2 separate regions of the Mus musculus genome follow, and region 1 is linked to region 2. Evidence: chromatin contacts called from public Micro-C data. All regions are on one chromosome and are shown on one strand. The core of a region is the stretch at or near the end of the contact, and the rest is flanking DNA. Distances in the headings are between cores, read along the strand shown. Region 1 holds the start of AI197445 (expressed sequence AI197445). Region 2 has its middle 120 kb from the start of Gm31715.

Region 1 (5,103 bases), core at 2,202-4,701, 140 kb before region 2:
GGGCTGGAGGACAGATCCAGGCAGAAATCAAAGCACGGTGTACAGGTGCTCGAAGACCCATGACATTCGTATCCAGAACTCCAAGAGTTGGGTGCTCAAAAGGTATTGTTGATGTTAGGCGTCCACCTCCGCAGGCTCCTCAACTAGAGTCAATCAAACTGAATCAATTTCTTTGCCATCACTTAATGATCACCCTTCTGACTCCAACTCCTACATGCCTGGGCTGGTTGCTGATGCAGCATCCACTCCTGACTCAGCTTTGACCGCTCAGCATCCTGCCTTTCAGAGATGCCTTGATTTCATGTGTTCCTCACTCTCTATTGAAGTAGAAACTTCAGTTATGTCAAATAATGTTTTGCTGGGGCACACAGGTGAAAGGATGTTTTGCTATAGCAGACATGTGAAAGGAGGCATGATGTTTAGATGGAAGATAAACATGACCCCACAGATAGTGGGGGCTCAAGCATTGGTTTGCTTTGCTCTGCCTTGTTCGTTCGCTAATCTTCACTAAGGACACACATGTATTGTTCGCCTTACATCATTGTGTTGCTGAGCTTGGCTTCATAGAGAGAAACTCGACAAAGAACTTCTCATGAGCTTCCTTCCACGGACTCAGGCCAGTCAGCAAGCCTTGCGGTTTCTTCTGGATTGGACTGCACTTGCTGATTCGTCGTGGACTGGTCTGCAGCTGCTGGCTCGTGTGGGATATTTGCTAGGGGGCTGGACTGAGAGCAATGAAGACTGGAGTCACCTCAAAGAACTATTTCTAAACAGGCCCACTCTCCTTAATAACCTTTCTTTTCTTCTATCTCTGGTGGTTGGTAGACTAGAAAGGAATTTGAACCCTTATTAAAATAAATTGTGAAAAATATATGCCTACATTCCATTATCATTATTCCTATCATCTCGTAATGGGCAACGCCATCTCAATCAGCTCTCTGTGTTAAATACAGAGTTCTCAAACAACTACATTCTTTCACCTCTGGGACAAAGTCCAAACTTAACAACACATCATATGAAACCCTATGCTCTTACCACCCATTCTAGCATCATCTTTCCTCCTGCACCAAGGTTACTCTCCCCAGCCCTCGAGCCCCCGAAGGCTCCTGCCAGTCTCCCTATCTTTCACGATGCAGCTTGTGTTGTAATTTGCCCATATTTAATCGCACAGGTTCTTGAATCTGTTCACATTTTGAGGATTTATCTCTCTAATCAACAGTGTCCAGGAAATAATTGGCATATAATTTTTCTTATCACATATAAATATTTAGTAATTAAAATGAAAAGCATCCATGTATGTTCCCCATAGGATCACATTATATGCTACAGTAACTACTCTGCCCCAACCCCTGCCTCCAAGTCTCTGATTAAAAATGATTGAGCTGGATCAGGGGTGTGGTTTCAGAAGCTCTGATCCCAGTCCTTGAAAGGCTGAGGCAGGAAGATTGGATGTTTTCTAGATTGTGGACACTATTTCACACACCCTAGGCATATTTATTCATTTAAGGCTCATAAGAACCCCCATGAGATGGAGCCAAAGTGATTTTCATCTTGCAGAAAAGTTGTTGTGCCCAGTGTCACATGGACTATAAGCCTGGCATTCAGGCTTGACCATTGGCTAGTCCACATCCTTACCTGACTCACGTGTCATCTCCACGGGTCTTAGTGCTGTAGATACCTTCAACATTTTAATTCTGTGACAATGGAGCTTGTTCTGATGGGAAGGTAGATCAGCTGCTAAGGGGGATGGTAGAATACCCAGAACAGGGGACCTTGCAGAAAGCAACATCCTAGCTGTCTGGGATTTCCTAGGTTTGCTTTAAGCATCTCCCAAGGATGCCAATCAAGTTGGCATTGTTCTGACAGAATCTCGGACTTCTGGCTTTTTCTGCTGTCCTGTACATTTTGGGTCCCTAGAGATGCTCTGACATTTCCAGCTCTGAGCAAGAAAGCGATGGGACCAGATCACCCGATTTCTGCCTGAACCTCAGACTCCCAGCCCGTTTGCACACGGCAGAGGCCCGTCTGCTACAGAAGAACCTCAAGGTCACTCACCAAGGCTTCATTGTATCTGTGCTTTACCTTTAAAAGGAACATCTTAACTCATCTCCTGTCCTTGGGTGCTTCATGGAATCCGTGCATGTTAATAGCCATTCCTGTCAAATGCCTGTCACCATTGCTGTGAGACTGTGTGTCACAGCGTTTGAGATGATGCAGCCAGATACTATCGACCAGCTCAGCATCTCTCTGAGAAACCCATGTTCAACTACATCCCTGTGGGTAATAAACAGGATGGATGCCCTCATCCCATGATAGAGCGTTATCTACAAATATATAACTCAAAAGAAATTACCACCAATATTCTTTTAATTGGAAATATCCTTCTTCCGCCTAAGCAGATACGTGCAAGCCCCTCTCTTACTGAAGCCATCCACAGCAGAGGAACATGTGTGTGAATGACAGCCTTTTAATCTTCCCCCGTAATCAGCTCCCCAAGCCCGAATGCTGAGTCTGTGAAACTGGCAAGGCCAGCCTGTTTCTCAGCTACCTCCTGCCGCAGGCTCCGGTGGGTCTGCCCTGCCCTTCTCCCTAACTTTAGCACTGGGACTCTTTAGAAAGCCAGAATATTTTTCACCCTGGGCTTGATCCTCCATTAAAACCAGCCGACCTAGAAAAATGAAGCTTAGGCGAGGCGGCTTTTCTGATCCCATTATCGATAAGCTCTTAGAGTTCATCAATGAAAATTAGAAGTTGTTAATCCTGTACATTTCCCCCCCCATCCCTTGATTTTTAATTACAGAAGAGAGAAGTAATGGATAACGTCTGGGGTTGCAGAGACACTGAAGCTGTCAAGAGAAAATTAAATTTACAGTCAGAGAGTTTTGTTTTCTCAAGTGTCCTTATAAAATTCGAAAGAGGCTCCTGGCATCACCAAGGCAATTCAACTGGTTTCCTAAACTGGCAGGATTTTCTTCGAAGAAGCCCTCCTTCCTTTGCCAAGAGAGTGTCTTAATGACAAGGACTGGACCTAAAGGGAACTCATTCAGAAGAAAACTGCATTAAAAGAACATTAAGGGCGATGTTTTAAAGTCTGATTTAAACTCATGAAAGCAAGGAGATTTATTGTTGAAGCCAAATCGCCGAGCTGACGCGCCCTGCCTGGTAATACATTCTGATTGGAGCACAGGGGATTGAATCTGTGCAGAGACATCGCTCACTGTGGCCTCAGCATTCCAGCTGCTGAGCCAGGAGATAGTGATGGGGAGCCGGGAGGGGGGCCACACAGGCTGGGGACAGCCACATTTCTAAAAGCAGATGGGCTAACATCCCATGGGGAACAACTCACCAGGGAAGTAGGAGAAGGGCGCTGCCAGCTGAGGTCAGCCTTGACATTAGTCGACAGCTCAGCAGCCTCGAAGCAGCTCCCAACACAAACAGTCATGGGTGGAGTGGGGGCTGGGAGGCCGGGTGGGGGGTGCGGGGAGGGGTTCCCTGGAGAATTGGAGGCTCAGCAGGAAGTTCCAGCCCATCTCCTCTGAATCCTAGCCAATCCTCCTCCACTCCCTGGCCCCACCCCACCCAGGGGGTGGGGCAGAATCTTCTCTTGGGCAGCTCCTTCTACATTCAAAGGGACCCGTGACAGAATGAACCCCAACCTCAACCTGCTGCTCTATTTTCCTTGGCAAGTTTCTACTTGTGCTGCAGACCTGGCTGCTAGCCAAAGGGCCAGCTGCTTGCCACCTTGCAAGTCAGGATCTGATTTCTAGATTAGCAGTGTTTGTGCCAATGTTGGAAAGGTACATTGAAGTCACCTGGAAAAAAATCAAAGAACACAGCCTTGAGCTCCTGCCCCCGCTTCCCTCCCAGTTCAAGGTCATGTGTCCCAATGATAGCTTCTATATTTCAGTTGGGGATGGCATTGCATTCTATTCCAAATAACAATGGTCTCCAGAGTAAGCCTTGGGGCTTTTTCCTCTTGACTTTCAAACTGATCCATCCCCCTTTGTGCCATTTTTAGTGTCCCAGTGCCTGTACAGATGTCTATTTCTTGGACTATCTGTTGCTTCCCCATGCATGGATATAGGGCTGTCTATTCAAGTGGTCACATTTGGATAGCCAAGAGATAGTAAAGATGTGCCAACAGGTCAGTCTGTGAAAACTAGAAGACCACAGAGTGTCACTTGAGCAGGGACCCAAAAGTGTGTGTGTTGTGTGTGTGTGTGTTGGGGGTGGTGGTGGTGGTGGTGGGTTGTTTTGTTTTCTGAGTTCGGTTGTTTGTTGATGACAGATTCTCATTCTAGCCTAGGATGCCCTGGAATTTATTCAGAAACCCAGACCAGTCTCAGTCTCTTCTACTTTCCATCTCTCGAGTGCTGGAATTACAGGCATGAGTTGCTACTCTTGGATCAAAAAGTCTTTGGTGAAAGTGAAGTCAGGTGTTTGAGACCAGGCAAGCCTCCTTCAGGAAACAGAATCAGGAACCGACCTGGAGGGCTCAGGTGACTAGGTGGGATGTGAGATCTTTCTGTTATATATTTATCTAGTAATGTGTATGTTGAGTGCTTCTCAACATCACAGAGCATGAAGCTGTGCAAACACATAGGTGGAGTAAATTCGGCAAGTAATGCCATCCATGAATGTTCACAGTAGAGACAGAAAGAGCTGTGGGGAGCGTTAGAAGGATGCTCCACGGCAAGTGGAGCTTGAAGGAAATAGAAACCGCTCAAAAGTAAGGAGTAAGAAGTGTGGAGGGCAGAGTCCATGAAGCTCAGAGTGGGAATTTAGCCTAGGGACCTGTGACAGTGGAAGAGAGACTGGCTGCACAGTGGAGACATGGTTACAAAGGCTGTGTGCCCTTCTAAGGAACGCTAATCCTCTCTGGTAGCTAATAAAAAGCCAATTAATGATGTTAAAAGCGTCTGAATTATCATCAGCCTAAGGTAGCTGAAAACTCAAACTTCATCACATAATTGTCCTATTTGGAATAAAGAGGATGACCCTGAAGGGAGTCAATATTGGTTTGGATGGTATGAAGCTCTGAAGAAGATCCACAGGTATCCCAGGCCCCAAGAAAATTGTTCATACATTGAAAGTTTTGTGAAT
Region 2 (4,768 bases), core at 1,263-3,762:
CTCACGCTTGTACAAAAGATGTTTTTACCAAATGAGCTATCTCCTCATTCTAGGAGCAAATTTTGAAAACGAAAAGAAAAACTATAGAGAGGGTTATAACTTTAATTTTTTCAAAGCCTACTTTTAATGATGGTTCTTAATTGCTTTAACCTCCTTTCTAGCCAACCACCCACCATGGGTAGTGGAAAAGAAAGTTACTAGGATATGGGCGAAGTGGACCTGTTTAGAAATAGTTCTTTGGAGCAGATCCCATCTGTGGTGGCAGGAAATCAGCAGTTCAGTTCACAGGTCAGCAGTGGCAGCTTGATCCACTTGCAGACACTTCCTGGACCAGCGGTCCAGTTCAGTGGTGTTAGGATAGCAGTATGACCTAGGAGGAACAGGCAGGCCTCAGCTGAATCTGCATGACTCAGCAGGAGACATTGGGACCAGCAGGAACACTAGAAGTTCACTGCCATGCCTCTCTCAGCGAAGTAAAGATCAGTGAAGACGAGAGACCAAGAAGCATTGTACAGCAAGATCTACCAATAAGCCTCTCTCACAGTCCCTTGAGTCCTATTTATAATCCCTCCAAGCACCATGTGTCCTTAATGGGTCTTACCTCATCACATGTCTTGCCTCAGCATGTGTGTCTGTCTTAGCAAAACTCCACGAGAGTCTGTCTCAGCTGACATCACTTTGCCACTTGGCCCAAGTCCAAGGAAGCAGCAAGATGCTGCAAGCATACCACCAGTTTTGTTTTTGTTTTTGTGTGTTTCTCTCTATGGAGTCCCAACAAATGGAGCTCAACTATGCAATATAAGGTGGACCACTACATGCCTGTTGTTATCAAAGAATTCTTCATCATGTGTCTTTTCATGTGCTTGCTTTAGAAGAACATCCTTTCACCTGTTTCTGCTTCAGGAAAGCACACCTTCACATTTGCCCTAGCAGAACATCATCCAACACAACTGACTCTCCAAAGAACCCTTAAGTTTCCACTTTAGAGGGTACATTAGCTTACACTGTGTGTGTGTGTTTGTGTGTGTGTTTAACTGAGAAAGATAAAATTATGTATATGTCAGTTATAGCCAAAAAAAGTCAGGCATCTTGGCACAATATTTTCCACTATAGTACAGTTTATATAACTAAGAAGATTATAAAACTTTTATTTTGCATCTCAGCCACTTTTTCAGCAGTATATGTAAAGTAGAAGCATAAATATATTGTTTATTTAAACTAAGCCTTTGATTGTAGTTCAGAAGTTCAAAGATTACTATAGAAAGTTGGTAAGTGGATCCCTGGGGCAATAGGAAACAGGTTTTTAAATTTTATTTATTTTATTTTTTGGATCCCATAAGACTCATTTCCAAACCCTATGGGGTTTTATCAAGCTGAGCTTTGAGTATCCTGATCTTTTCAGACTCCAATTAACTTATGCTGTTCTTTGGGTTTTAATTCTGCCCTGCCTTGCTCATCTCCAGCGAGAAGAAAACTAACATTGGAAACATGGTTTAAGCAAAGTGGTGACTGGGAAATTTCTTTTTTCAAAGGGGGGAATTGGGTTCCCAAGGGAGAGAACAAACATCCTAAGCTACTTGGACTACTACAAACAGAATCTGTGATAATGTCAAGAAGCAGAATATGGGGCAACAAGAAAGGAGGACACCTACCCAAAGAAGCAGAGGCAGCGTCTGGCCAGCCCGCTGAAAGTGAGTACATTTATAGCTCTGGGAAGAGCTGGCAAAGATAGCTTTCCTTTCCTGTCCCTCAGCCTTTCTGCCCGGGTCCACAGCTTTGTTGCACTCATTCTGTTCCTGTCAGGCAATTCTGAAGCCATTGAAAGACGATTGGTTTTTGTTCCTGGCAACCCGTAGCCACAACCAGCAAATTTAAACTCCTGGCTAGCTTCAAAGAGCAAGAGAGAACAGGGGTATCCTGCGTCCATGTGGGAGGGAGGTGACTCTGAAGTTTTCATAGAGAAGATAACCATTGCACATGGGCAGGCCAAACAGGCCTTGGAAAAAGGCCTTAGACTTGAGTCAACCATGAGTAAGAGTCTATGAGCACAGTGACTACAGCTAGTTACACGCTTAGCAAGACTTAGACTAAACATTGTGGCCTGTGTGCTTTCTCTGGTGTTTATTATATCCCATTTGTAGAAGTATCCATAACATTTTTAGAATTTTTCTGTACATGCAAGTTTATAACATTTCATTTCTATGCATGCAAATGGCCAACGTGAATCAGTGCTTACCCTAATACCCATCACTGGACGAAGCACTTGTCTTCTCTTGGTTTAATTTTACAATTGTAGAAGAAAATGCCTCATTCCAATGCTTATTTGTTGAAATAGTGTAGAGTTCTGTCATTCAGCTGATGTGAAAACCAAGGATAACTTGCCTTGGGGGTTATGCAACTAATAAACTATGGCATAATTCCACTCAGAGGTATTTTTAGGTCCCAAAGCCACGTTCTAAATCCTTACCCAGTAGAATTCTGAGAGCAAAGTTTCAAGTCTAACTCTGCTAAGCCTCAGACTCCACAGTTGGTTTAATGAGAGGTTAGGATGCTATGACTGGCCAGTTCTGGGATGGTATGGTCTCTTGAATCAAAGCTTGCTAACTTGGCAGAAAAAAAAAAGGAGTGTTCCTGGGCCTCCTCCACCCTGGCAGCTCTGCTTAAAGACACAGGGCATGTAAGGTAGTTTTGCTCTTGATAAAATGAGCCCGAGATCTATAAGCTGGCCTCAGCCTTTTGGCGAAAACTCTGAATATATGGTAACCTATATCTATATTTTTCTTCAGATACAGTGAGTCTTAGAATGTCTACCTTCTTAGAAAAGAGTCTCTCTCTAGAGTTCACGTACCAGCAACTACCTCTTTTTTCTTTTCCTATTTTTGTTTTTGGTTCTGTGGCGGGGGCTTTTTGCCTTTTCTTAAAACAATAATTCTCATAAGAGATGTAAATACTCTTTTCCCTCAATAATCTTGAGGCATGGGTTCCAGGAAGCTCATGAATACCAAAACTCATGGATGCACATGTCCCTTAAGACATATCTGCATATAATCTACAAACATCATCCTATGTTCTTAAAACTATCTCTAGATTGCTGCTAATATAGATAGTTGGCATATGATTTTCTTTAGGAAATAATGACAATGATGAAAAGGGCTTGGACACGGTTCATCTAGACCTTTTTCTCTCAATATCTTTAGTCTGTGCTTAATGGACTACGCAGGTACAAAACCTGTAAATACTGAGGCCCACATCTGCATGCTGCTACCATTTCCTCATCTCTCTCTCTCTCTCTCTCTCTCTCTCTCTCTCTCTCTCTCTCTGTGTGTGTGTGTGTGTGGGGGGTATGTCACACATGTGAGAATAGCATCCATGTGAAGACCAAGAGTTGACATTGAGCATCCCCCTCAGTCGTTCTCTCCTTCATTCACTGAGGCAGAAACTCTCATTAAACCAGAAACTTGGGATTTGACTGGTCTAGCTACACCTCTAGCCAGCATATCTTGGGGAATCTCCTTACTTCTCCTAAGCTAGGGATTATAGGCAGATCACCATGCATGCCCAGGTTTTTAAAAATCATATGTATTGAGGAATGCATGACATGTGTAGGTGTGGGAGTCACAGGTTGACCTGCAGGAGCCCATTCCTTTCCTTCAACCAACGATGTGGATGCCAGGAATCAAATACAGACAAATACTCTATGTATTCAGTCGTCTCTCCAGCCACATGCCTCCCAGTGTTCTTTTTCAATCTGCTCCAACTAGGTTTCCACTGTCAGTCAACAGAAACCTCTCTTGTCAAGCTCTCCATCACCCTCCATAACATTCTTCATCTGGCCTCTCAAGAAGTGAAACTTTAGTGGTAGGAAATGGAGAAATATAAAACAACTAATGAGTACCTAAAGACAAAAAAAATACATACTTATGGAAGGTCTTAATTGGAACTCAATAGCTGAATGTTAAAAGTATGAGTATGTATATTTTCATAAAGTCTCTTACTCTTCCAAAAGTCTCTTTTTATGGCACTGCTATTTGCTGCATTAAAAAATGGCAGTTACTTAGTATATATTTTACTTCAATAAATATACCCTCCCATTTTACTACTGCTCTATCTAATTGGAATATACACCAAGAGTATGTGAAAATGTTTAAAACTACCTAGACCAAAGGGAATCACAATGGTTTCTAGCTGCAGGAGTTCATCTGAATTGCCTTTTCCATATTCAGATAGGAAGACAGGTTAGAGAGTTAATAATGTCTGCACTGACACATAGCTGCTAAGTGGACTTGGGACTAGAAGCCATTCCTCAAAATTTGAACCCAGAGTCATCCTATTATAGCATGCTTCTTTGGTATATCTCAAAAGGTTAAAAGATTTGACACAATCACTGTTCCTCTGACTAGTCAATGCATGGTACTGACAAAACTCACTAATCTCTCTTCTTTAATCTGTCTGTTTTTAACCTGCTATGGGTGTGTTACTAGGCATTTGGCAAGTGGTCCCACATCATACTCTAGGTATGTCAGTTATAGTAATTGGGACTAAAAATGTCTTACCTTTTTAAAGAATAGATCATACTTAAAGTTACACTAATGATAACACTATTTTTATTCATCTGTAACACGCTGAGTAGCATGTACTATGGGAAACGGACTTAAATTTGGTAGGCTAGGAACTTGGCCTAATGGCCTTGTATTTCAACCCATCATCCATATTTTCCCACAAGCATGGAATGTCCACATTTAACTGTCACCTTCATGTTCAGCAAACC

Evidence for each region. A called contact is a pair of places that touch in the nucleus more often than the background predicts.
Region 1: a contact with region 2 is called in a Micro-C map of stem cell-derived neural progenitor cells, with 4 times the contacts expected there. The contact joins the promoter of AI197445 here to the enhancer-like site in region 2. A contact is called at or near these places in 44 of 484 Hi-C or Micro-C datasets (the AtT-20 cell line, the BV-2 cell line, the C2C12 cell line and 30 more) and 2 of 115 datasets of contacts at active chromatin or transcription factors (bone marrow-derived dendritic cells and neural progenitor cells).

Annotation. Positions count from the first base shown.
Region 1 is chr13:107,468,170-107,473,272 of GRCm38.p6, reverse strand. AI197445 (expressed sequence AI197445) reads right to left here and starts at 3,451. Exons shown (of 3, transcript NR_045083.1): 1 at 3,347-3,451; 2 at 1-826.
Region 2 is chr13:107,326,480-107,331,247 of GRCm38.p6, reverse strand. No RefSeq gene overlaps it. Among named protein-coding and RNA genes, the nearest start is that of Gm31715, 120 kb to the right of the region's middle. Within about 2 kb of position 2,512, at least 18 of the 459 cell types and tissues checked have an H3K27ac peak or open chromatin away from gene starts, as enhancers often do. A contact at or near this core is called in the C2C12 cell line, the NIH/3T3 cell line, embryonic fibroblasts and 1 more, where this site is marked.